6 separate regions of the Mus musculus genome follow, and all the other regions are linked to region 1. The links are chromatin contacts, called in public HiChIP or PLAC-seq, Micro-C and promoter capture Hi-C maps. All regions are on one chromosome and are shown on one strand. The core of a region is the stretch at or near the end of the contact, and the rest is flanking DNA. Distances in the headings are between cores, read along the strand shown.

What was found. Promoter capture Hi-C pulls out the DNA fragments that hold promoters and counts their contacts. A called contact is a pair of places that touch in the nucleus more often than the background predicts. HiChIP or PLAC-seq counts read pairs in DNA pulled down with a chosen protein or histone mark.
Region 2: a contact with region 1 is called in an H3K27ac HiChIP or PLAC-seq map of embryonic stem cells, with 5 read pairs. The contact joins the promoter of Ulk3 here to the promoter of Commd4 in region 1. A contact is called at or near these places in 2 of 39 promoter capture datasets (the C10 cell line and pre-B cells), 1 of 15 datasets of contacts at CTCF or cohesin (pro-B cells), 2 of 115 datasets of contacts at active chromatin or transcription factors (embryonic stem cells and microglia) and 2 of 9 other capture datasets (adipose tissue and embryonic stem cells).
Region 3: a Micro-C map of embryonic stem cells shows a contact between it and region 1, with 1.9 times the contacts expected there. The contact joins the promoter of Cox5a here to the promoter of Commd4 in region 1. A contact is called at or near these places in 7 of 39 promoter capture datasets (the 3T3-L1 cell line, 3T3-L1-derived adipocytes, the C10 cell line and 3 more), 1 of 15 datasets of contacts at CTCF or cohesin (the NIH/3T3 cell line), 16 of 484 Hi-C or Micro-C datasets (B cells, the N1E-115 cell line, Th1 cells and 9 more), 18 of 115 datasets of contacts at active chromatin or transcription factors (the 230-238 cell line, the SCID.adh cell line, T-cell acute lymphoblastic leukemia and 11 more) and 3 of 9 other capture datasets (adipose tissue, embryonic stem cells and liver).
Region 4: a promoter capture Hi-C map of the SN4741 cell line shows a contact between it and region 1, with 5 times the contacts expected there. The contact joins the promoter of Rpp25 here to the promoter of Commd4 in region 1. A contact is called at or near these places in 13 of 39 promoter capture datasets (the 3T3-L1 cell line, 3T3-L1-derived adipocytes, the C10 cell line and 8 more), 9 of 484 Hi-C or Micro-C datasets (bone marrow-derived macrophages, embryonic fibroblasts, embryonic stem cells and 5 more), 13 of 115 datasets of contacts at active chromatin or transcription factors (the 230-238 cell line, acute myeloid leukemia, bone marrow-derived macrophages and 6 more) and 5 of 9 other capture datasets (adipose tissue, embryonic stem cells, liver and 2 more).
Region 5: a contact with region 1 is called in a promoter capture Hi-C map of neural stem cells. The contact joins the enhancer-like site here to the promoter of Commd4 in region 1. A contact is called at or near these places in 7 of 39 promoter capture datasets (the 3T3-L1 cell line, 3T3-L1-derived adipocytes, the C10 cell line and 4 more), 3 of 15 datasets of contacts at CTCF or cohesin (the NIH/3T3 cell line, embryonic stem cells and pro-B cells), 5 of 484 Hi-C or Micro-C datasets (the N1E-115 cell line and embryonic stem cells), 12 of 115 datasets of contacts at active chromatin or transcription factors (the 230-238 cell line, bone marrow-derived macrophages, embryonic midbrain and 6 more) and 4 of 9 other capture datasets (adipose tissue, embryonic stem cells, liver and 1 more).
Region 6: an H3K27ac HiChIP or PLAC-seq map of acute myeloid leukemia shows a contact between it and region 1, with 3 times the contacts expected there. The contact joins the enhancer-like site here to the promoter of Commd4 in region 1. A contact is called at or near these places in 7 of 39 promoter capture datasets (the C10 cell line, the HPC-7 cell line, cranial neural crest and 3 more), 14 of 484 Hi-C or Micro-C datasets (the Ba/F3 cell line, the G1E-ER4 cell line, Th17 cells and 9 more), 25 of 115 datasets of contacts at active chromatin or transcription factors (the 230-238 cell line, the HPC-7 cell line, T-cell acute lymphoblastic leukemia and 15 more) and 3 of 9 other capture datasets (adipose tissue, liver and pancreatic islet).

The regions. Positions count from the first base shown.
Region 1 is chr9:57,156,302-57,160,462 of GRCm38.p6, reverse strand. Commd4 (COMM domain containing 4) reads left to right here and starts at 2,164. Exons shown (of 8, transcript NM_025417.2): 1 at 2,164-2,191; 2 at 3,325-3,396; 3 at 3,623-3,688; 4 at 3,908-3,947. The coding sequence starts at 2,189.
Region 2 is chr9:57,587,297-57,591,457 of GRCm38.p6, reverse strand. It overlaps Ulk3 (unc-51-like kinase 3), which reads right to left and starts at 2,006. Exons shown (of 16, transcript NM_027895.1): 1 at 1,772-2,006; 2 at 994-1,134; 3 at 677-797; 4 at 140-244. The coding sequence starts at 1,873. It overlaps Scamp2 (secretory carrier membrane protein 2), which reads right to left. Exons shown (of 9, transcript NM_022813.3): 9 at 2,660-4,036. The coding sequence ends at 3,902.
Region 3 is chr9:57,519,353-57,523,513 of GRCm38.p6, reverse strand. Cox5a (cytochrome c oxidase subunit 5A) reads right to left here and starts at 2,282. Exons shown (of 5, transcript NM_007747.2): 1 at 2,099-2,282. The coding sequence starts at 2,186.
Region 4 is chr9:57,502,430-57,506,590 of GRCm38.p6, reverse strand. It overlaps Rpp25 (ribonuclease P/MRP 25 subunit), which reads right to left and starts at 2,489. Exons shown (of 1, transcript NM_133982.1): 1 at 1,144-2,489. The coding sequence starts at 2,354. The coding sequence ends at 1,755.
Region 5 is chr9:56,889,573-56,893,733 of GRCm38.p6, reverse strand. Cspg4 (chondroitin sulfate proteoglycan 4) reads right to left here. Exons shown (of 10, transcript NM_139001.2): 4 at 3,194-3,676; 5 at 2,568-2,744; 6 at 1,221-1,419; 7 at 983-1,117; 8 at 713-879. Among named protein-coding and RNA genes, the nearest start is that of Cspg4, 27 kb to the right of the region's middle. Within about 2 kb of position 2,138, at least 34 of the 459 cell types and tissues checked have an H3K27ac peak or open chromatin away from gene starts, as enhancers often do. A contact at or near this core is called in adipose tissue, bone marrow-derived macrophages and neural stem cells, where this site is marked.
Region 6 is chr9:57,415,004-57,419,164 of GRCm38.p6, reverse strand. Ppcdc (phosphopantothenoylcysteine decarboxylase) reads left to right here. Exons shown (of 7, transcript NM_176831.5): 6 at 3,911-4,079. Among named protein-coding and RNA genes, the nearest start is that of Ppcdc, 23 kb to the left of the region's middle. Within about 2 kb of position 1,669, at least 30 of the 459 cell types and tissues checked have an H3K27ac peak or open chromatin away from gene starts, as enhancers often do. A contact at or near this core is called in the HPC-7 cell line, acute myeloid leukemia, bone marrow-derived macrophages and 2 more, where this site is marked.

The DNA of each region.
Region 1 (4,161 bases), core at 915-3,414:
TGGCAGGGGCATAGGAAAGTTGGCCCTGCCAATCATCTGCTGTAAAGTAGTCTGGGGTGGGGAGTTGGGGGTGGAGGACAAGGGGCCATGCTCCCTCACCCTTGCCACCTGAAGCAGTTGGGAGAGCTGACCCTGAGTTCCTAAGAGTGAGTGAGCTGGCCCTGCCCCTTACTGGCTACAGCACTCAGGGGAGCTGTCTGCACCTTACCTGGGCAGCACAGTGGAGCTGGTTGTAGAACCATGGGGTGGATGAGCTGGCCCCATGAGAGCAGGAGAGCTGACCCTGCCTCCTTCTAATGGAAGAATTGGATGTCCTATCGGGACCAGTGCTGGAGAACTTGCTTTGGTGGTGCTGATGGGGCAGATCTGGTGGGCTGACCAGCTCAGCTATCACCCAGGCCCAGATCCTGGTCTGTGAATTGACCCACCCCAAAATCTGTATCATCTGCGAAGGATTGAGATGTGTGAAGGCCAGTCCTGCTGTTGCAGGGTCTCCATAACACAAAACAACAACGGGGTAACTGGGAGGAGTTCCGATGAGAACCCAATATTGATGGTGTCGCAGAAGCCAGAGATCTTGAACCAGACCAATGACTCATTGCAATGAACATTTGCAAGTGAAGGTGTGTGGACAGAGGGATAGACTGTGGGACACACTGTGACACACTACAGCTTCCAAGTTGAACTTTTTCTTTCTTTCTTTCTTTCTTTCTTTCTTTCTTTCTTTCTTTCTTTCTTTCTTTCTTTTTTTTTGGGGGGGGGGTGTTTGTTTGTTTTTTTTTTCAAGACAGGATTTCTCTGTGTAGCCCTGGCTGTCCTGGAACTCACTTTGTAGATCAGGCTGGCATCGAACTCAGAAATCACCCTGCCTTTGCCTCCCAAGTGCTGGGATTAAAGGTGTGTGTCACCACCGCCTGGCCAAGTTGAACTTTTTCTGTGCTTGGTTGTTGTTGTTGTTGTTGGTAGTGGTGGTGTGTGTGTGCTTGTATGTGTATGTGTGGTTGTGCTTGTGTTTTATTTGGGGAAGAAGGGTGGATATGAGGGAAGTGGAGTGCATGATGTGAAACTCCAAGAATCAATAAGGAGTTTTAAAAAACAGCCAGACTTGAAGGAGATATGAGGAGGGAGGGTACTAGTAACATTCTGGGTTTGTTTGTTTTAATCTGGTTACTGGTTATGTTTACACGGGGGTGAGGGGTACAGTTTATGAAGATTCTTTTAGCTTCACCCTTACATATAATTTCCTGCACGTGCATCATATTTTTAATAGTGTCTTATTTATGTTCATTAATATATTTTTGTTTTAGTGTATAGGTGGGTGATTTGGGGTGTGTGTGTGTGTGTGTGTGTGTGTGTGAATGCCCCTGTGTGCACATGGCAGTCAGAGGTCAACATCATTTGCTAAGTGTCTTCGAGCTCCACTCCCCCACCCCTACCTGTCCAACCCGGGCCTCTTACTGTACTAGGAGCCCACAGATTAGTTTGACTAAGAGGCTGGTGAGCTCTGGGGATCCACCTATCTCTATTTACACCCCCTAGTCCAGAGTTTTACATGGGTGCTAGGCACCTGAAAGGTTTAGTGTGTGTGTGTGTGTGTGTGTGTGTGTGTGTGTGTGTGTGTGTGTGTGCTGCAAGCGTGGCCATACTTGTGTCGAGAACGATTTTTGTGAGTTGGCGCTCTCCTTCCACCTTTATACAAGGTTCCGGGGTTCGAACTTGGGTGGTACTCTAAGCCATCTGGGCAGTTTTAGGTTTGGAGTCTCACTCTGTAGTCCAGGCTGTCTTAAACTTCTGATCCTTTTGCCTCACAGCCTCTCAAGTGTTGTTATTTCAGATGCGTGCCCTCACGCCCTAGGCAGTCAGTAAGATTTTCATTAAAAAATATTTTGTCATAGTCCATAGTTTTTTATAACGGTATTGCTTAAGAAGGAAACCGTGGAACCCACTTCAATACTCGTGGATCATGGGATCCTCCCTCCAAGTAATTAATGGAATTATTTCCACCCATCCCCTTCTGTTTAGATAATCCCGGTGAAACGCTAGAGGCTGCTTGTTCCTGGAGGAATATGCATTCTCAATTGGTTACATTAACGGTCCGCCCTCCCTGTACCAGTAGGTGTCATGTGATCACAGAGTCAGCTGACCTGAGTCAAGCCGGAAGAAGCTCTGGATTGGATCTCCTGACATCATGGTGAGGGATTGGGAAAGATGGGAAGTTGGGTATCGGGCGACAAAGGGGTTCGGTGGTTCTAGGAGCTTAAGGAGACAATCTTCACTGGCGCCTGCCTGGGCGCGGCGGAACGTCGGAGTCTGCAGGCGCAGCCGCGTTTCCTCGCGTCCATCCCTGGGCCGGAGGGTCCCACCTCCCGGATTCTCAGACTCTCCACGGCCCCCAAGGGACCTCCCTGGGTCACCCACTTCCCTGACTGTCGGGTCACAGGACGAAAACATGCTTAGGACTGGTTAGGAAGCCTCTCCTCGCTTTCCTGAGCGAAGGAGTGGTTTTGGGATTGGGTTAAGCTTTCTGATTCATAATCCATTCATTCAGGAGATGCGTGTTGAGTGTCCAGCCCATACAGGCATCGGGATTCGAGCTGCAGAAGGGGAGGGCAAGTCAGAAGCAAGAATTGGCAGCCGTAGGTCTTTCTCCAACTGCAGAGGCTTTCCTGAACCGTGAGCGCAGTGTTAGGACTCTTGAAGATGCAACTCGGTGAAGGGTAATTTGTGTTACCCGGATGAGAAGCGGAGGCAGAGAAAGAATAGCCTCAGACAAGAAACAGCCGTGCAGTCTCTGAATGAGCCAGGCTCCTTGAGAGTGCCACATCCTGTCGCGCTAGAGCTTGGTGAAGATCAAGCGAGACAAGCAAAGATTAAGTCTCACTGGGACTTGGATCACTATTATCAAAATAGCGAGCATTCCCTCTGGCTGCCCAAAGTGCTTTGTTAACTAGGAGATTATGGGAAGTGGAATCTGGTGCTGTAGCTCGGTGGTAGATGTGCCCGAGGCCCTGACTTTGAGCCCCAGCACTGCCAACAAGCCTGGAAAAACCTAGGACCAGGAAGGGCCCAGCAAAGGTGAAGGCAGAAGTGGGGCTGGGGTAACAAGGAGAATCGGGCAAGTTGTTGTGGCTGGAGCATGGTAGACACTTAAGGAAAATTGCCACGGATGCAGAGAGTAAAAGTCAGAACGAGGTCAGGTGGCAGTGTGGGCAGAGTATTCACAACAGTCTGGACATAGGGGACAACAGGTGACCAGACAGTACTCATTCCTGGCCACACCTCAGCCCAACCGCCAGCCTGCCTTCCCACGTTACTCTCTTGCAGAGGTTCCGGTTCTGTGGCGATCTGGACTGTCCCGACTGGGTCCTGGCAGAGATCAGCACACTGGCCAAAATTGTTAAGTGCACTGGTTTACTTAGGGTTGGGAGGAGAGAGGCTCAGGGTGGAAGGAGGAGATTGGGACTGGGAGCTGGAAGCGGGCTGGGGTGGTGAAGGAGTCTCCCTGAGGATGGGGCCTCATGCTCTGTTACCTTGGTCACGTGGCTGGCCCTCCTTCAGCCAGTCCCCTAGCAGTGAGGGGTAAGGTTGGTCAGTCTGGCTGAGACAGGGACATCCTTTTCAGTCCTCTGTGAAGCTGCGACTGCTGTGTAGCCAGGTGCTAAAGGAGCTTCTGGGTCAGGGGATTGATGTGAGTACTGGGGCAGGGGATTGATGTGAGTACAGGAACTGATACCACTGTCCGAGAAACTTAGGGGGCCCAGGGCAGTCTGTTCTTCAGCCTCCCCGCCCCTTGGCTATCCCCTTCCTTCTTTCTAGCCCCAGCCCATTCTTAGCACAGGATCTGGGCCAGGGGCAGGGGGCTGGTGGCAGGACTCTGGTACCCACTTAGGACCGCCTTTTCCCATAGTATGAGAAGATCTTGAAGCTTACTGCTGATGCCAAGTTTGGTGAGTACCCCGAACCGGGCACCACAGCCTTCCTTCCGTGATCCTTCCGCTTCAGATGGGAAGAGTCATATTGACAGCCCTGTCCACACCCTCTGCCACTATTTGCTGGTCCCACAGCAATGCATGCATGGGGTTCAGGAGATTTGGGACCCAAAGCTGGAGATGAGGGCAGGGAGGTGGCTGGGGCCCTGGTGGCATCCCCTGCGTCCCCTGT
Region 2 (4,161 bases), core at 757-3,256, 430 kb before region 1:
GCTCTACACCTCCTGATCTGTCACTAATGACTTAACAGAGCGACCCCTGGGAACCAGGCCGCTGAGGAAGCAGCACAGCCAGGAGCTCACTGTTCACCCACTCTAAATGAACTGCCACCCTGCTGTTCCAGACGCAGACCTGCCAGTTTCAGGTGGGGCTTCTCCAAAGAGCTCAGCAGGATGTTCTGCGGTTTCAGATCCAAGTGAGAGATGTTTCGTTCATGCAGGAACTGCAGGGCACTAGCTGAGGAGTCAGCCACCAGAAAATAAGTCAGAGCCTCTTTCCCACCTGCCTCTCCCCTCCCCAGGCCTCCACCTATCCCCGTACAGCTCTATTACTGCAGCGCTGTTCTGGCTGAGCTACAGAATATATAGAAGCAACAGACTCTGGCTACTTCTAAGAGTTCCCAAGTGCCTGTTCTCTGTACCCTTCATAAAACCACCCTCCCTTCAAGGAGCCTCCAGAAAAGCCCCAGCCCTTAAGGACGTTGCATTCTCCCTCACTAAAGCACTTGGGTTCCACCTACTGGGCCCTGGAAGATGCCACAAGGTTCTTACATCATGTTCTCCATGTGGAAGCCTGAATTCCCTACAGATGCTAGGGACACAACATGGCAGACTGCAAAGCATTGGGATAGGGGAGAAGAAGCCACGGGGTGTGTCACAAGCTTTTTACCCAACTGCTGCATGAAAACACGGGCCACCTTCTCAGGCAGGATCCTGCGGGTATGAATGAAGCGAGACAGGTCACCCCCTGCACAGAACTCCATGATGAGGTAGATATTGTCATTGTCCCACTGTGGTTGCAAGTAAAGAGAGAGAGCGTGAGTTCCAGGACAGCCAGGGCTATACAGAGAAACCCTGTCTTGAACCCCCCCCAAAAAAAGGGAGCGAGAGAGAGAGAGAGAGAGAGAGAGAGAGAGAGAGAGAGACAGCTTTAGGCGCTGTCCCTTCTCCAGCCGCCTTTGGAGGCACCCCTTCCTGGGCTCAGACCTGGAAGTCTTTCAGCTGCACGATATGGGGGTGCCGAATGCCCTTGAGGATCTCAATCTCAGTCAGGAGGTTTTCCACTGACGCCTTGTTGAGACTCTTCTTGGCCACGCATTTTATGGCTACCACTTCCCGAGTATCCTTCTGTGGTACAGAAAATTTGGGGTGTCTGTTTTGAAGGGGCCGACCCCATGGGCTGGAGTGGGCTCTGAGTCTGCAAACTTTCCCCTGTTTGGAGTCTGTCCACTCTCCATGGACCTCCAAGTTTCCCAGCTTCCACGTCTCAAATCAACGAGGCATCCGGATTCGGGAATCCCACCCCAGCAAGTGTTCTCCAACGCCGTGCTTCTAACCCACCGCATCACTTTCTAGAGGGGGGGCGGGGAGGGTTAGGGGGCGGGGGATGTCACTATTTAAAGAGCTATCCACTCTGCATTCTAACTGGTGCTGCCTCCTGGGAGTCTGACCCCAGACTCCTCCCAGCCCCTAAGGCAACTTCCGTGCAGAGCCGGTTCTTCAGCCACTGACACAGAGATTCCCTTAGGTCATCGCCCGCACCTCCAGACCAAACTGGCGTGGCTGTTTTTAAAACCTAAAAGGGGCGGTTAGCTCCAGCCTCCTCTACCAGCTTGGGCAGCCACTGTGGCCTTACTGCTCTCAAGGCGGTCGCCTTTCCTGCTCAGCTTGGCCCGTGACCCAGCCGGGCTTGCAGGGAGTTGGCTGGCACGGGAGTCGGGTGCCCGGCGCCGGGACACCTCCGGCACGACCCGCCCACACCCACCTTGGCGTAGGCCTTGTACACCGTGGCGTACGTGCCACTGCCCAGGCGCTCGGTAAGGATGAAACCGTCCAGCCGAGGGAGACCCCAGCTGGGCCCAGCCATCCCGCGCCCGCCGCCAGGTGCTTCCTGGTTCGGGGTGCAGGTTCCGGCCAGCAGAGAAGCTGGGGGCGCTCGAGGGGCGGCGAGGCGGGACTCCGCAGGGCCCCGGCGCTGCCCGCCGGAAGCGCGGCTCGACACCTCCCCTCCGAGGCTCCTCCCCGCCGGCAGCGGGCTGGGTGACACCCTCTGCCAAGGATTGCCAGGCAGGTTTCAGACACTGAGGCTTTAGTGGGTGTAGAGTTGTGTCGAGGACTGCGGACACGATCACATGGGAATGGCATCCTAGAGACCACCTACGTAGGGGGCGGGAGGAAGAGCCTGGCTCACTCCCTGCCCTTCAAGACCAGAAGCAGTGGATATGAAAATCCCAGGGCCCCACAGGGTGACGAGGGAGAACGGACTCCAGCAAGTTCTTCTCTGATCATCACACGTGCTCTGGCCCTTATTCATTCGTTTATTTGGTTTTGGAAGACAAGGTTTCTCTGAGTAGCCCTGGCTCTCCTGGAACTTACTTTGTAGAGCAGTCTGGCCTCGGAGTGCTGGGACTAACGGTATGTGCCACTATGCTTGGCGAAAAACAATTTAAATGCCTTTGGAAGAGACCAAGTTGCCATTGCCAGGGTCCTCGATTCTGCCTTTCAACTCTTTCCCTAGAGTTGAGTGGTCTGTCGTCCAGCACAGCTCAGCCACCAACAACCTTAACTGTCACCTCACCTATCTTAGTAGGCCCTTAGTCTGTACTTCAGTAGGCTATAGCCCTCCCAAGTCCACCATTGACATCAGGGCCAGTGCTGTCCGAAAATCTTTTTATTTAAGCACAAAAATTGAGACATGACATATACATCTGTACATGGAGGAAAATAATACCAGGAAGTTTACAAAACCCCGGTGGCTGACATTACCACTTGGTGGCTCTAGGGCTGACAGCATGAGGGTAGTCTCAGGAGGGCCCCAGTTCCCAGGGGCAGGAGACTGGCCAGCTTGGTGAGCTCTCGCAGTACTGACAAAACACAGGGTCCAGGTTTCCACAGCGGCTTCTTAGGTGCCACTGCAGTGACACACCCGTGGAGCCCCCAGGACAAGTAGAAAGGGACCTAGACTCCATTGTGGGAAGAACCCTCAGAAAGAAGGCTCGGCAGTCCTGCCTGCAGGACATAGTTCAGGACTGATTTCTTCCAAAAGACCCTAAGCGTTTTAAGAGGTGAGTATTGCTGAAGATAGGCAGGGGCCAAGCTAAGGCAGAGGGGCAGAGTCCCTTGGGAGGAGAGAAGCCAAAACAAGCAGACATCTACCCTCTCACAAGACTGGTAGAGGCTGGGCAGGACTTGACTTACTTGTCTTCGTCCCCTCCTCATCCCCCAAGTCTCAACCAACCCCACTTACTGTACATTCAGAAGTCTGAAGAGAGGCTAGGGAGGGCCCCCAGAGGGCACAAGGTGCTATCACACATGAGTCGTAGCAGGCACAGGGTCATGACTCGGTTGTGAAGAACACCAGGAGCTCACCGGAAGAGGACTTGGGAGACTTCTGTGCTCCCACCCAGAACACAGCTCACCTAGAGTAGAGCCACTGGGGGACTTAGGAAGCCCAAGCATGAAAGGCAAGGTTGTGGAGACCCAATACACATGGAGCCTGTAGAGGGAGGGAGTGAAGTACAGGGTGCCTGTGGAAAATCCCCAGTACAGTGAGCCCAGGTTGGCCCATGATCCCAAGCACATGAGTCCATTTGTTTTCAGGGAAAACAGTCCCATTGCTTCCAGACAAAATCAGACCAAGCCACCATTAGAAAAGGAAAGACAGCTTTGTTATTTTTTCTTTTCCCATGTGTTTTTTTTTTTTTTAAAGTCCTTGTCCCTTCCTCTCCTTCCCTCTTGTAGAGGAGAAAGCTGACTACTGAGGGAGGAGCAGGGACAAGACAAATCCCTGCCAGGTCTGTGCTGGTGTAGTCACTGCATAAGGCACCCGAGGAAAGTGCAGCTCAGAAGACAGTTGACAGAGAGGCCAGGGCTCAGGGAAGGAGAGTCGGGAAGCCTAATTCCCCTGAAAGGCTCCTCGGGCAGCAGATGAGGCAGCCCCGCGAAAGGTTCTGCTGCTGAAGATACCCTGGGAGAACTCTTCCTGGGCCTGCTGGAAGCTGGCTCCTGTTCGGCGGTAGAAGGCGTGTACCTAGGGAAGGAGGCTGGGGTGAGAAGAGCCCAGAGCAAACCTAGCCATCAGGGTATGGTGGCAGCCACTGGAGGGGTCAACCCTGCCTGGCTGCTTACCCATAGCCTTGGATGAGGTGCTGGGCC
Region 3 (4,161 bases), core at 1,033-3,532, 360 kb before region 1:
GAGGCAGAGGCAGAAGGGCTACTACAAATTTGAGGCTAGCATTAATCACACAGTCAATTCCAGACAGTACCCCAACTCAAAAGTCAGAAATAAAAAAATCTCGAGATATTTATCTATATGGGAAAAGAAAAAAAAGCATTTGTTGCCTTAGCAAATAAGACACAAAAAAGCAGCAGGATAACTCAAATTTAACTGAGAAAGAGAAAATAGCTCCATCACTAACAAAAAGGTCAGTTTCCCAAGGTAGGCATCAGTTTCTTCTGTAAAATATGAGCATCTACTTGGTTTCTCTTTTTGATTTTACTTTTTATGTATTTTTGCCTGCATTATGTGTATGTACTTCTTGTGGGGTGCATAAGGAAGTCAGAAAAGGGTGCTGGGAATCGAACCTGGGTCCTTTGCAATGACAAGTACTCTTAACCTATGAGCCCTTGCACTCCCCAGGTTTCCTAAATGCATTCCAAAGCTGAGTGTGGTGGCACACACCCGTGGTCCTAGGCATTCCAGAGGTGGATGCAGGAGGACGATCATGACTACACAGCTACTTTTGAGTCCACCCTTGACTATCTAAGATGCTATCTAACCTCTTCCCACCAAAAAATCCTAAACTCCCTACAGTCGACTCTCTTGTTGTTAATACAATGCCTTACAAAAGACAAACTAAATGAAGCCAAAAAAAAATTCTTTAGGTTCCAGTAATCAAGGAAACAATTTTGGAGTGTCTGAGGCCCTTCTTTGTGTGTGAGGCCATGGCTAGACTGGAACACAAAGAGATCCACCTTTTTCTTTTTCTTTTTTAAACCTCCCTGTGAGTGTTGGTCCCAACGTACCTGGCTAAGTTATTTTTATATCTACACACATGAACTAAATCTCATAAAACACTAATGTATCTCAGACCAGGATCCAAGCACACAACTACTGTGATTAAAGTATAATGCCTGTGCCGGGTGTGGTGGCTCCCAAGGTTAATCCCTGCACTTAGGAGGCAAGAGGAATGCAATAAGTTCCTCGATAGCCCTTTTAGTACCATTCTGAGTTCTAGTCTAGTCTGGGCTATAGAGGCCCTGTTTCTAAAATAAAATACTCCTATTTATTTTAGGCCGATGCCGGCCTGGTTTACAAAGAGTTCCAGGACAGCCAGGCTACACAGCTGACACATACCACAACCAAACAAAACCAAAAGTAAGATAGATGTACCGTGCTAAGTGGAGAGGGTCTGAGAACACACCAAGTGGCAGAGCAATTATCTAGCAATGCAGGGCCCTTGGTTCCCCCTCAGCAATGGGGGTGGACAGTGATGGGACACAAAATCTCCTGATCACACAGAAGGGGAAACAAGCAACCAAACATAATACTTCATAAGTCAGCACTGAAGCTTCTCATTTTAAACGGGTGGAGGGGAATCCACGAAGCTTTCCCATGTTTGTACACCCAGTATTCCTCAGTATTTGGTACCCAATCTTGTAAACGTTATCATTCTTTCCATTAATATTTGTCAATGTTCAGGCTCTCTTACAAGCCGCAAGAAACCACACTTTAAATTATCTATTTGAAACGCAGGGCTAAAATGTGGCTCAACAGTCCTCAAACGTGGCCGTACCCAGTTATGAAGGTGACACAAAAATGCCAGCAGAGAATTGCCTGATCAGGGCTAAAAGGGTATTGTGTCCCACTGGGGAATCAAATTGTGTTCTAGGAAACGCAGAGGCGGGCGGCGCGCCCGGAGGCTCAATGTCACCTTCGCCAAGATGCCGCAGGCCGGCGGGGGCCACTCCCGGTCAGGTGGCTGCGGGGTCAGCGCAGGGAACGGTCACGGCCCAGAGACTGAAAGGAAGTGCTGAGCTCGTCCTCGGCGACCCCGGCAAGTCCACACACCTGACTGGCCGCGGGTTCGGCATCAGGAAGTGGCGGGGAGGGAGGCCCGGAGGAGTCTCCTACACGACTCCAGACGGCCGCGGACGCACTGCGGTCACCGGGCTCCAATGCCGGCTCGCAGGGCAAAGGCTAGGCCGCCAGGGAGCCTGCCCTCGAGTGGCGGCGGGAGCCCAGGTCACAGCAAGGACACGCGAGCGAGGGCTGTGGCGGGCGCGGACCTTACCGGCGGCGGGGCTGGGAGCCGAGGCGGGGTGCAGGAGGCCTCGGGCAGCCGCGGCTGCGGTACAGCGACGGAGGGCAGCGGCGAGCATGACGGCGACCACAGCGCACTGGCTGAGGCTGACGAGAAGCCGGTGTGAGCTCGCGGGCGGTACAGCAGTTCGCGGGGGCCGGACTCACGCAGCGACGCACGCTGGGCGGAGCATAAGGCCGGCCCACTGCGGAGCTCGCGCCTACGGAAGCGGGTGGGGCGCCATGCGGTCGCCGGCGGCTACGGCGGCCGTGGAGGACAAACCACGTCGGCGCCGCGCCAAAGCTGGTCCGATGACCCGGGTGACCGTAGTGAACATTCCTGCGTGGGAGGAAAGGCAGGGTGAGCAATGGACAATGTGGATTTGGAATCGCCAACAGAGGAGACTATCACAATTTGGAATTGTAGCGATAATAACGGCAAACTATAATAAGAATAACCGCTTTGCCCCCGCGCGTTGGTGTATGCTATAATTCTAGCCCTCTACAGGCTAAGTATTAGGAATTTCAGGCTCTCTTATGCAACCTGAGTCTCAGAAAAAAAAAAAATCATACTGGGAGTAGTGACTCAAGACAATAATCAACATTTTGGAGGCAGGGGGAAAGGGGATTCAAGGACAGCCTGGGTCACATGATCCTCCCCCACCCACTAAAGCCCAATTATTTACTTTTACCCATTAGGAAACCGACTCAAAAATTACGTTGTTTAGGGTCTAGGAAGATAGACGGTTTAGTGGATAAAGTGCTTTCTGTGGCTCAGTAGTTAATAGTTTATTAACTTTCTGCGCTCTCAGAGGACTCACGTTTACTTCACATCAGGTGGCTCCCAACTGTCTGTAACTCCCGCTCCAAGGGAATCTGACACCCTCTTCTGGACATCACAAGTACCCACATTGTGCTGTGCTATATACTCACACACATACATGTAAATAAACTTTACAAATGAAATGAAGGCACGGATGAATAAGTAAACGAAAAATGAAAAAAATGTACCTTGATTAAACGAGTATGAATCCATGAATTGGCTTTCCTAATCTTGACTTCTCTGAGCCAATTATGGGACATATGTTAGTTATCTTAATTTTATTTTTGGTTATAAGGTGTGGTAGTTATTGAATAAGAATGGCTCCCATAGTCTCATATATTTGAATGCTTGGTCATCAGAGAGTGGCACTATTTGAGAGGGATTAGAAGGTGTGGCCTTGTTGGAAGAAGTGTGTCATTGGGGGTGGGCTTTGGGGTTTCAAAAGCCCATGCAAGGTTCAGAGTCTCTCTCTTCCTGCTACCTTCAAATGTAGAACTCTCAGCTACTTCTCCAGTACCATTCCTGCCGTGCTTTCTGCCTGGATGATAATGGACACTGATCTCTAAAACTGTAAGCCAGCCCCAGTTAAATGCTTACTTTTATAAGAGTTGCTGTGGTCTCTTCACAGCAATAGAACACTAAGGTTTCATAGTAGCCCTGCCAGGCCTTGAACTCACAGAGGCCTGTCTGCTTCTGCCTCCTGAATGCTGGGATTAAAGGAGCTGGCTCACCAGCTCTTAGTTACTTTTTAAATTGATACAACAAAATATGTGACAGAAACAATTTAAGGAAGAAAGTGGGTTTGTTGTTGCTTGTTTGTTTTTTACAAAAGGGCCAGGCTATGCCAGTGCCTGGCAGATACAGAAGTGGATGCTCATAGTCATCTATTGGATGGAATACAGGGTCCCTAATGAAGGAGCTTGAGAAAGTACCCAAGGAGCTAAAGGGGTCTGCAACCCTATATGTGGAACAACAATATGAACTAACCAGTACCCTCAGAGCTATGTCTCTAGCTGCATATGTAGCAGAAGATGGCCTTGTCGGCCATCAATGGGAGGAGAGGCCCTTGGTCTTGCGAAGATCATATGCCCCAGTACAGGGGAACGCCAGGGCCAAGAAGAGGGAGTAGGTGGGTTGGGGAGCAGGGCGGGGGGAGGGTATAGGGGACTTTGGGGATAGCATTTAAAATGTAAATGAAGAAAATATCTAATAATAATTTTTTTAAAAGGCCA
Region 4 (4,161 bases), core at 1,240-3,739, 350 kb before region 1:
CTCTCCCAGCCGAGTTACATCTTCAGTAACTTCAGTCTTCCATGCATCTTACTCCACATCAGGCCAACAAACACATCTAGATCCCCTGGCTCTCCCTAGGGATTCCTCAAGAACAAGAAATAGAGCTGGACAAATTACACACCTGTAATCGCAGCATTTGGGAGGCTAGGGCAGGAGGATCAGTTCTTGTCCAGCCTGCACTACATGGCAAGACCTCTCCTAAAAATAAATAATTAAGTCAGGAAGGTGGGGTGGGAGGTGAAAGGCAATGATCGACAGTCTGGATGACAAGAGTCAGTGATCCAAAACACAAGCAGAGATACTGGGAAGAGAGAAGAGGCTTCCCCAAGGCGCCCTCCATCAGCTGCAGAAACCCACGTCCTCGCCAGTAGGATTTATTTCAAGGTTCTACAGGCAAAGTGACTTACAAATTTATTCTCTCCCATCTCCTTTCCAGAGGTGCTGGGTTCCATGGGGTAGCATCTGCTCTGAAGATTCTGAGCTGTACGCTGCACAGCTCCCCAGCACACAGCACACCCCCGCCCCCTCCAGGCTTGGACTTGGGCTGAGAGGCATCTGAGGCTGTTATCTCTCCACACACAGCTGTGCAGGGCTGGAGGCAGCGGCTTATCAGGGAGCCCGCAGTGATTCACAGCCCAAGCTTCTCTGCTGAATAGTAATTTCCAGCAGTGGATTTGTGCTGTCTCTCTCCTCCCCCTCTCCCAAGGGTGTGCTGTCCTTTTGCAGAGAGAGGGCAGTGAAGGGGAGCTCCTACTCTTGGGGCTTTGTGCCTGCCTCTGGGTAAGAATGTCTACTGCGAGGAGCGAGCAAGGTTAGAACCTTAGCATGGTCTGCCGGCCTTGGCAGGCTGCCGCCTCCAGCTCATCAATGCTCCCCCCTCCTTCCCCTCCCAGAGAAGTAGCAAAACTGCTTCCTTTCCCTTGTGGTGATACAACAGTGACACAGACCCCGGCCCCCTCCACCACAAGTCCCTCTTTCAACATTTTGACACTGCCCCAGTCTCTGTGTCTGACCTTGAAGACTCCAAAGGCTAATAGGGTTGAAGGCAAGCATGCCAAAGTGGTCTCTGCACAGGCGAGTGGGTAAGGAAAAAGAAAAAAAGAACAAAACTGAAGACAGAGCCATTTTCACGTTTGTTTTATTGGAAGCAAGACTCCAGCAGGACTCGGGGAGGAAGCATGGCAGATTTTGTCCTAAGTCCCCTCTCAGCCATCATGCAAGGCGGGTGGGGGAGGGATGCTAAAAGGGAATTGCTAGGGTGTGTGTGTGTGTGGGGGTGCAGAATAGGGTCCGGACATTTTCAACTTGGCCATCCTCAAGTAATCAGCTCCGTAGCTCCCGCTCTCAGTTAACAGCAAAGATGATTTTTAAAGCCTCAACTGTCAGCATCCATGCATACTGGGTGCTTTTAACGTCTGGGTCCCCAAGAAAGCTCAAGAGTCCCACTACCCACCATGCTTCCCTAAAAAAGACGGCCTAGCAAAGGTGTGGGTGGTGTTCTGTGGCTTCTGGTAACATGTCCCACAAAGTTTCCTTGGACTTCAAGGATCCTCTCTTCTCATTCCTGAGCTCTCTCCTGTCGCCTTGGGATCCGCGCTGTCATTCTGAGGACCGGTGTCCAGGAACATGGGCCCCTTAAAACCCAGGTATGAAAGGTGCGTGTGTTGAAAGGTATGCAGGAGTGTTGAAGATATATGATTCAGTCGGTCTGGGTGGCTCAGAGGCGAGAATTCTCAGGCGGTCCTGTCCTCATTCTCAGCCTCTGGCTCAGGCTGAGACCGCTTAGCGGTGCCTTCTTCAGCAGCAGATTCCCCCAGGCTCCTCTTGGACGTCGACACCGTAGGAGGGGACGAAGGACCAGGACTGAGGTTCGGAGGCTGGTAGCCAAGTTGTCGTGGATCCAGTGCGTCCTTTGAAAGTAGGATGGCGAGGCTCGGTACATTCTTAAGTACACTGAGACTGGCGGCCGGATCGCTGGGCGTCTGACCCGGTGTGGGCCCAGGCGGGAGGCTCTGCCACACCTCGCGCACGCTCCGGTAGCGCAGCCGCGTGACCTGGTGTAAGCCCGCCAGGCGGCGCTTGAGAATCTCGGCGCACGTGACGGTCTTGGTGGTGGCCCGGCCGCAGCCACTGAAGACGATGGCGCGCGTGGCTGGCTGCGCCATGCTGGCGGTGGCGAAGGCCAGTAGGTTGCGGATCTTGCTGCCCTCCTTGACCCGCATGTGTACAGCACCGGGTGCCAGATCTGCAAAAGGGCCAGAGTTCGGGCTGCCACCCTCATCACCGTCCCCCGCCGGCGCCTCCTCCGAGCGCACCTTACGGAAGTTCTCCATGCGCCGTCGTCGCTGGGATCGCAGGTTTTGCCATGGGGCCGCCTCAAGCCCGGGGCTGCATGGCCGCGGGTCGTGCCGGGCGAGAGCTGGCAGGGATTGGGGTGCCGGCGCCGAGTGAAGGTTGGAGGGTGGGCTGGGAACGTGCAGTCTTCAGCCCAGACTTCTACAGGGTAGTGATGTTCTACTCTGCGCCCTCGGCACCTTGTGCTCCGCGCCTTTAGCAGAAGCTCCGCCTGGGAGCCAGATAGGACCCGCCCCTTCGCCCAGGACCCGCCCCAACTCTGCGTGACTTGTCCCAGTCCCTCCAGCCTTTGGGATCCAGCGCTGGAGCTCAGCGGCTGGGGTCACAGAGCCACGGGTGATTTGGGAGGTGAAGTTCTCCGAAGTCACCATCTGTTCTCCCTGAACCAGACCTTATGCAGGAACAACCTAAATAAATACTATGCTTAAGGTTCAAATGCCGACTCAAGCCTGGTCCCTGAGCCCTGCGGGGTTCCAGCGCAAGGGCATCCCTAGACCCCTCCTAGGTAAGAGATCTCCAAACCACCTTTTGGGGCTTCGCTACTCCACCCCTCCAGGGACCTCCCTCCCGTTCTCTTACTATATTTTTGCGTCAAGGGCAGCCAGTGCATGGTCAGCAGAGAGTGGGAGGCGTTGGCTGCGGCTGCACGCAGCGCCTTCCCTGGGCTGGGACCGCTACGTCGTGGCCTGGTCCTTGCGTAGCTGCTTAGAGAGACACTAAGCTTTGCTCCTCCTGATCATACCTCCAGGCTCCCGGCACCTATGCACCTCTGAAATGCAGGAAGTGATGCGTTGGGCCAGCCTAAAGTGAATGGGGAACAGGAGACCATTTCTTCCAAGGCGTTAAATTCTTATATTCATGCCTGAAAGTCCTTTACTGGAGCTGCATACATGTTTATGAGCGTGGCTCAGCCCGAGCTAACGCCGGATTCCTGACTTCCAATTCCAGGTGGAATTCCTTGCCAGTCAGCCTTGGCCTCTAGAAATCCAGAGGGTTGTTTTTGTTAAAAGGAGACTGAGAGAAGACAGGTTTTAAGAGGTGGGAGGCAGGGTGGAGTGCCTTGGCGGAATGTGTGTGTGTGGGGGCGGGTACTTGCAAACTCTGGGAACTCCACTGAATCTGAGCAGAGGCTCGGGCTCTGCTGCGAGGTGAGGTGGGCAGTAGAAAGATGAGGTCTGATCAAAGCAAGACTGTTTAATAAGGAGTGACCCTGGCCTGGGGCCACGCCCTCAATATTCAATCCCGTTTCCATGGAAAGGCAGGGAGGGAATCAGACAGACGTGGGAAGCACCGGGAAGGAAGACGCACTGAGGACTGTAAGGAACGGTGTTCTCAAAGTATCAGCAAGATGGTGTTTGGATGAGCACAGCATCAGTCTAGGGGGAGAGCTGCCCGGCCCTCCTCTTCCTCTTTGCTATCTGTGACAATTCTCAGCCCCTCAGCTCAGAACAACGAGCTTATATCTCATCTCTTCTTGGAGTGTGGCTGCAGCAGCTGGACTTTTTATTTTTTATTTTTACCTCAAGTGTGAGTGACTGGCTCCAATCTCCTGCTCACACTCCAGGAGTGTGCCCCGAACTGGGACTCTGCCCTGGATCTAATCTTAATTCTTGTAGATTTCACAGGGAGAAGCAGGCTCTGGAGTCCCAACCTTGGGGAGACCCCACGACTGAGTGCACTCAGGCAAGTGGTGGACTTAAAGTCGGCAGTTTTGGATTGATCTGAGAAAAAGTTCCAGAAAGACTAGAAGCTATGTAGGAATGTGCTGGTTGGAAAAGAAGAGAG
Region 5 (4,161 bases), core at 889-3,388, 270 kb after region 1:
TTCAAGGGTCAGGGTAAGCCCTGTTGGAAAGTTCTTGGAGCAGCACCATAGTGCTGCAGATCCAGTGGCAGGGCCAGCCATGTTCTCTTGGATCCTGCTCATGTAGAAAGAATAGGGGTCATGCTGTGACCACGTGGCCTCTAGGTGGGAGCACCAAGCATGCTGTTTGCTCTACCGTAGCCCAGAGGAGCTGCTCACAGTGCCTTAGACCCTGTGGGGACCAATCCGTGAAGAGTGATGACTGCTGGCTCACACTAGTTAGCACCGACAGCCCTGGCATCTCAGCCGCTCAGTCAGCCTCAACATGCGGCTGGAAATTATAATTTTGATCGGTGGTCCTGGTGTGCCCTAGGGACTCTGCTCCGAAGAGTAGATCTCAGTGTCCCTCAGACTGGCCCACTCTGCCTGGGACTCATCTGCATCCAGCTTGCTTACATTCTCTGGCATCTTTCCTGAGTCCCAAGCTCAACTTTATCCCAAACTGTCCAGCCTAAGTGAGCTCATGCCCTCACCAGCCGCTGGGGTGCCTCTGGCCCTCCTTCCTGGGCCCTTGTCAGCCTCTGGGATCCAGCTGTGGCTTCCTTCTGGAGGCCTAACCCTGAGCTGGGACAGGATCCAGAGAAGCTAGCTGCCAGTGAGGTGGATGCTCCAGCTGGCAGCCACCTGAGGTAAGGTTGGGGTCTGTGTGGTGGCTGAGGAGTGAGGCCCTTACCTCAGCCTGGGTGAAGTTCACCAAGACCTCCTCTGCACTTCCTTGCTGGGCATGGAGGAGTCGGCCAAGCTGGGGGCCTCTTACCACCCGGTAGAGCAGGTGACGAGGGTCAGCGCCTGTGCTGGAACTGGCGCTCAGGCTCTGGCTGCTGAGCGGCTGCACAGACTCTGTGAAGCATGGAGGAGCCTGTTAGCTTTTGACAGGAGCCCAGACAAGGGTCCTGGGCTACCATCCTCCATTCTGCCTCGGCTAGCCAGCATGCAGACCTACCTGGACAGACGGTCAACTTCCGGGTGCCCTCCAAGGAGAGGAGTGCCTGCTTCTGGGCCACCACTCGGAAGAAATGTCCAGGAGAAGTGTGTGCGCCGTCAGAGAGGTCGAAGTGGAAGCCTCCTTCCAGGGCTCCTGAGCACAGGGTGGGTGGAGCTGGGTCCTGTTGGCCCAAGGTAGCTCCCTCCCCTCAAGGTACCCCCACCCCAGGAGGCTGGAGAACCCTCTCAGCACCCACCTCTGTGTGAGAACAGCACAAGCCCACTGTCCAGCTGGGCCTGTGTGAAGCGGTGGACCTCGGTGTCTGGTGCCACCCTCAAGGCGATCCGTCCGTTGCTGGGCTGCTCGATGGTGTAGACCAAGTCTTCTGGGCCCGAATCATTGTCTGTTCCCCTGAGGGCCTCAGGAGGGATGGGCACAATGGCCCCCTCCCAGATCTAGGGACACAGACCGTGAAAGTCCTGTCCACATTGTGTCCTTTCCATCCCTTTCCTCCTGGCCCTTGGACTTTCACCAGGCCCCCAACCTGCTCTGCCCGGCTGTCATGGACACCTGTGCCATTCTGAGCCTTCTTTCTCATTCTCCTTTTCTGTCACGCAGGTTCCTTCTCCACCAGCCCTGATCTTAATTGTACCTCAAAGCCAGACCACAACCTCCTGCCTAGAAATGTTCCTGTTTGGTCCTTACTTCAGAGATCCCTGTCCCTGACCAAAGGTGCTGCCGGGTCTCCCTGGTGGGGGGGCCTTCCCTTTCCTCCTGCCATGGCATATACCATCTGGCGCGGGTGGGCACAGGACAGAGGCAATGGTGTTGGCCAGCGCAGAACACTTAGAAATAGGCTCTCCTGCCAGTTGAAGCTCGGGAGGGAGGCGGAGAGCGGAGAGCTGATTCCTGATTCCTAGCTGAATCGGCTAGGAATCCACCCGTGCAGTGCAGGGGAGGCCCCATAGGCTACCCACCCACGCAGGGCAAGGTCTTCTTCCAGAGCCCTGTTCCATGTGGCACAGGGCCAGTCACTGAGGCCATTCTGGGTACGAGGCCCTCATCTCAGAAAACGTCCTTCTAAAACCCAGGAGCTGCTTCTCCCTCCCAGAGTCCGAGAGTAAGTTAAAACCAGTGTTGGACTCCAGGGGGCTAACATGGGTGGATATTGCCACCTAGTGGCCAATTTACCACACATCATTTCCAACTTAGGCATCCCTTAGTTATCTAGACCCTCAGCCTATATATAGGGAAGCTTCGTTGTGATCTTTATTTGCTGTGACCCTCGAGCTCCCAACCTGCAGCCCACAATACAGGACTTATAATACATTTCTTTAGGTATTTTGGGCCTGAGACATGAGGGAAAACCTTTCTGTGAACAGGTGGGTCCAAGGACAGGCAAGGTCAAGGATGGTCTTTCTAAACCAAGACTGCCCAGTAACAAAACCTCACAACTGCGTTTTGTTTTCAGCACTGTATCACATCTCTCCTTCCAAGTTTGTGGTAGTGAACCCATTTCACAGAGGATGACACTGAGCCAGAGAGAAGGGACTCTAGTCTCTTTCTGGGACCAGAGATGGGATAGGTTCAGGAGTGAACTCACTTGCAGGCCTGTGTTTGTGGTGAGAACAGGGGGTTGGTCATTAACAGGAAGGATGGTGATCGTGAAGGCCACGGGCTGGCTCTGGCGGTCCATCTCTGAGGCATTAGCTAGCAGAACAAAGGCGTCTGTCTGTGTCTCACTTCCATCATGCACGTAGCGGATCAGCTGCTCTTCCACCTATGAGGAGACCCAGGATTGGTTGTCAGGCTTCAGCTAGCCCAAGACTCAACAGGGATCTTGGGACCAGCACCCTTAACGTCCCATTGTTAGGTACAGGAGACAGATCCCTTTAGAACACATTTCCACAGGTAAGAAGTGTGTATGTGGAGAGATGGCTCAGTGGTTAAGAGCACTGACTGCTCTTCCAGAGGTCCTGAGTTCAATTCCCTGCAACCACATGGTGTTTCATAACCATGTGTAATGGGATCTGGTGCCCTCTTCTGGTGTGTCTGAATAGAGCAATGATATATATTACATTCTTAAAAAAAAAAGAAGTGTGTGTGTGTGTGTGTGTGTGTGTGTGTGTGTGTAAACAACAACGTTTCCATTTCTCAGGGGAAGACTGAAATTAAAGCATAAAGCAGTGCCAGTAACTAGAGCCGAGGAGGCGCAGGTGTCTCCGGTACCTCTCTCCAGGAGAAGGTGCTGAGGCTCCCATCTTGAGAATGATCCTCCTTCTGCAGGGCCCCGTGCTGCGGTGGCTCTAGCACCTGCAGGACAAGGCCTGGCAGCGTGGGGAAGTAAGGCCCAGTGATCTGGACCAGAGGAGGGGCCAGCGTCCGGGTGCCGCCCTCGGGAACGCTGAAGTTTTGAACATCCAGGGGGATGACTGTGGGCAGCACCTCCAGCTCCACAGAGATGCCTTCAAGAGGATCACCCAGGCCCGAGGCCACATCCAGGGAGAAGGAATCACTCCAGGCTCCAGGGCGAGAGTGCAGGTAGAGAACCCGGCCTGAATTCACTGCCTCCTGGGAGAAGCTCTGCACAGGGTCCAGGCTGGGCGGCTCCTCTGCTGAAGCGCCGTGGGACACCATCACCAGGTAGCCGGCGTTCGGGGGGCTTCTCAACGAGAACATGATGTCGGCAGGCAGCACTGCCTCCTGGACCACCTAGTCAACAGAGACGATGGGGACAAACGGGGTCACAGGCTGTTGTGGACCTCAGGTGGCAGAACAGGCTCGGTCGCCACGTGTGGCTAATGCTTTGCTCAGGATCTGCTATAGCTGACACTATATACCACAAGAGGGCGCTCTCACCATACCTAGCAGCACAGGCTCCCAGGTCTTAAGCAGTTTGCTGATTTGGTCCACCCCAAAGGAGGCTGAGTACTCCTTCAATGCCTGCTCTACCCACACAAAAAAGTCTAAGCACCACTCTTAAACTACACTGCACTTCTGATTCTATGCCTTTGCAGAATACACCCCCCCCCACACACACACTTTTTAAAGATTTATATGTAAGTACACCGCAGCTGTCTTCAGACACAGCAGAAGAGGGCATCAGATTTCATTACGGATGGTTGTGAGCCAGCATGTGGTCGCTGGGATTTGAACTCAAGACCCTTGGGAGAGCAGTCAGTGCCCTTAACCACTGA
Region 6 (4,161 bases), core at 420-2,919, 260 kb before region 1:
TTTTTGTTTTTGAATTTATGTTTGTGTTTGTGTGTGCTTGTGTGTAGGCTTGTGTCAGACTTTTGGCAGTCCTCCTGCCTCTGCCTTCTGAATGCTGGCATTACTGGTGTGTGTTACTCAGCTCAGTTTTAGAGTTGAAAATGCTGAAGAAATAAATATTGAAGATGCATCAAGAACTTTAGGATATCACATATGATGGGGGCCCTTCATCTGGGCCCTGTGGCATAAGCCTGTAATCCTGGCAACTTGAGAGGCTGAGGCAGGAGGATCAAAATCTCAAGGCCTGGTGGGCTACAGAATGAATCTCTAAAGAAAGTAAAGAGGGCTGGAGCAGAGTGCTTGTGGCAGAGTGCTTGTGTAGTGAGTGGGAAACCCCAGGCTCACTCATTTCCCAGGATGGTGTGTAAAAGAAAGGCGGACACTAGTATCCTTATTTGCTTATGAGGCGCTCTTCTGGGAAGCTGCTGGTGACCCAAGCATTGTTAGACTAAGAATATAGGATGGGAGGAACACCCTCCCTGATGCTGTGGCCAGGAGCAGACTGGGAAGGACAGGGAAGCAGAGCTGGGTATAGCATGGTTGTCACTGCCTAGTAGAAACTGGAGAGGGGGTACTCAGCCGTGCACCCTGCTGCGCTCCCATTGGGAGGTTAGCAGCAGCTGATGTGATAAAACACTCCAACCTCAGAGCTGAACCCCAGCCACTTTCTTAGGCTTCCTCCTTCCCTCTGAAGATGCAGGCCACCCCCCTTGTTGTTGATGTTATTGTTATTGCTGTTATATGCGCTGCTCCTCCCCCATTAGAAACAGTCTTGAGCTGAGTTGGAGAGATGGCTCAGAGGTTAAGAGCACTGGGTGCTCTTTCAGAGGACTGGGGTTTGATTCCTAGTACCCACGTGGAGGTTCACAACTGTCTGTAACATCAGTCTCGAGATCTGGCATCTTCTTTTGGCCTTGGTGGGCACCAGGCACACTTGTGATACACAGACATATATGTGGTCAAGACATGTAAAACAAATATAATGTCATGTAGACCAACTGGCCTGGAAATCCTGATCCCCTCTCTCTTCCTTCCCCAGGTGGGATTGCAGGCATGGCCTGAGGGCCTGGCTTTTTTTTCTTCCAGGCTGCTTGCTACACCTCTGTTTTTGAGGTTTTCTTCTTCAGAATTGGCTGGACAGTGGAACATGTTCCCCAAACTAAGCATTTGCCTCAGTTTCCCTTGAAGACAGATGTCTGACACAATCCCTGGTGTTACGGTTTGAGCTGTTGGCACTCTAGGTGGTGTGGCCACCTCCTCCTCAGTATCTTCTTAGAGACCTGAAGGATGCTCAGCCTGCTCCCTCTTTGCAGGCAGTTGTCTCCAGCATTGGAAGGATGCTGGAGAGGAGCCTGCTAGATGTTCTCAGTCCTGCTCTCCAGGCCCTATGCCTGGGGATGGCTGTCTCCGTCTGTTCTGGCCTGGCTTCTGTGCTAAGTTGTCAGGTCCAGAAAGAGGAGTCGATGCCCCAGGTTGCCAGTCTGACGCTAGTCTCTGGACTGGGATCCAGCCGTCTGCCATGCCTGAGCAGATTCCCAGGGCCAAGGCTGAGGCACCCAGCATGCTGCCAGCCACTTGGCTGGAGCGGCAGTGTCCTCTTCCCTTCCTACTGCTAGTTGCTTCAGAGGAGCTGTGGTTTGTCCAGGAAACACTGAGCTGCGAGTCAGACAGTTGGGAAGTAGCCCTGCCGAGGGCAGACAGGTTGGAGTTTGCTGTGGTCAGCATGCTCTGTTTTGAGGGTTCTTAGAGCCCAGCCCCACCCCGTTCCTACACCACTCATCAAGGGTCCTTTCTAGGTTTGCTTATGACTCTGTCAAAGCAGCAGGTAGCACAGAGCCAAGAAGAAATGTGACTGAAGGTGTCCACCCACAGCCAGCTTGTCTTCTTGAGAGGAGCTGGTGGGAGACCAATGTTGATGCCTGGGACGAGGCAAGCAACCAGATTCCAGACTGTTTGCTGTCCCAGGAGGGGGCAGGGGCACTCGGGACTCGGGACTCTTTCTGAGCAGGGGTGTCATAGTTGCTGTATCCCCGGGAGCTCTCAGGAGGAGGTGGCTGCTGAAGTCAGAGCACAGGAAACCCGTTTCTTCAGGAGCAGTCTGTGGCCTCCCAAGCCTGGGCCTGGGGTAATGCAGGAACCCTAGCTGTGGGACCCGTACTTAGTACCAGGCTCTCAGCTGAGAATGTTGAAAGCTTTTGCATTTTTGCTGGGACCTGGGGGTACCCACCGCTGACATCAGCTCTTAGGAAAGCAGGGGACCAAGAGTAGAAGGTCTTCTGTCACATTGTCAGTTCAGAGGCCAACCTGGGCTACGTGAGATTGTGCCTCAAAAAACTACTACTATACCACACCACCATTAAAAACATTCACAGTCTTTTTAATTAAAAAATTATTTTATTTTATTTTGAAACAGGATCTATGTAGCCTTTGGTGGCCTAGAAGTTGCTATGTAAACCAGGCTGGCTTCAAACTGGGAGAGCTGTGTATGCCTCTGCCTCCCTAGGGCTAGGATCAAAGGAGTATGCTACAGTGCCCAACTTTTTCCTTTCTTTTTAAAATGATTTTCATTTATTTGTTTGTTTTATTGTATGTGGGTACACTATAGCTAGCTGTACAGATGGTTGTGAGCCTTCGTGTGATTGTTGGGATTGAATTTTTAGGACCTCTGCTCACTCTGGGCTACCCTGCTCCGGTTGGCCCTTCTTGGCTTGGGTAGTTCCTTGGCAGGCTCGGTCCCTGCTCGCTCCAGCCCAAAGATTTCTTTATTATTATAGATAAGTACACTGTAGCTGACTTCAGTCGCACCAGAAGAGGGCGTCAGATCTCATTATGGGTGGTTGTGAGCCACTGTGTGGTTGATGGGAATTGAACTCCGGACCTTTGGAAGAGCAGTCAGTGCTCTTACCAGCTGAGCCATCTCGCCAGCCCCAAGATTTTTCATAAAATAAAATAAAAATGACAGGGTCCTGGTATGTATTCCAGTCTGACCCTGAACTTGAGATTCTCTTGTCTCAGGCTCCAGAGGGCTGATATTACAGGCGCATGTCACCATACCTAGCATTCAACCATGGTTTGATATCAAGCTTGCATGACTTCAGAATTCAAAATCTCAAGACTCTGAGTTGGAAATAATCAGGGAGGGAAGGTCTGAACTGGTCTGCTCTGGTGTGTGACCTGGTGGTATGGTCTGGCTTTGGGAGATGGTGAGGCTGCCCAGTCAAAAGGATGGCTGTATAGGTCGCTGTTTGTATCTGTGTGACCTTGGACAACTGTTTATCTCTCAGGGAGCTGCAGCTTGCCCATCTCTGAACAAGGGACAATACCTTCCTTATAGGGCTACAGTAAGGGTTCTTGAGATAATGGATGACGAAGGGTACAGTGTGCTGGATGTTTTCATTCTCAGAGTTTAGTTGTAGAACTGTTGCTACCCAGAAGTAGAACTGTTGCTGAGTAGAGCGTGAACAGTCTGGTTCCTAGCTTTCCAGTGAATAGTGAAGCTGGCCTCCTGTCCCCCTGGGATTGCTTCTCTGTCCTTCAGTTGTGAGCCTGTGTGGAGACTTAGGCTGTTGGGCAGGGTCATTGTATACAGGATGGAGGTCTGTTGGAGGTATCTGGGTCACTGTGGGTGCTGATTGGGTATCTCCTGTGTCTAGGACCAAGCCAGAGCCTGAGTGGAAATGATGAGGGATGAAGAGACAGCCCTCCCTCCCAAGGATGCAAGAACAGATCTCTGTAGATGGGTGATACCCCGTCATCCCTAGGCAACAGCTGCTCTGCTGACCATGGCAAGGACAGTAGGGAGGATTTGGGAGGACCGAGAAGGGTTAGTAGGCAGAGCATCAGCATCTCCCCCCACTCCCCTTCTTTATAGACCTGTGTCATCCGGGCCTGGGACCTAAACAAGCCCCTACTCTTCTGCCCCGCCATGAACACTGCCATGTGGGAGCATCCTCTCACCGCACAGCAGGTAGCCCAGCTCAAGGCCTTTGGCTACGTGGAGATTCCCTGTGTGAGCAAGAAGCTGGTGTGTGGAGACCAAGGTAGGCTTCTGTGGTGCAGTGGGTCTCTGGCCCATTGTGACCTTAGACAGAGCTGTTTTCTGAGCTCAGCTCTCTCATCTAG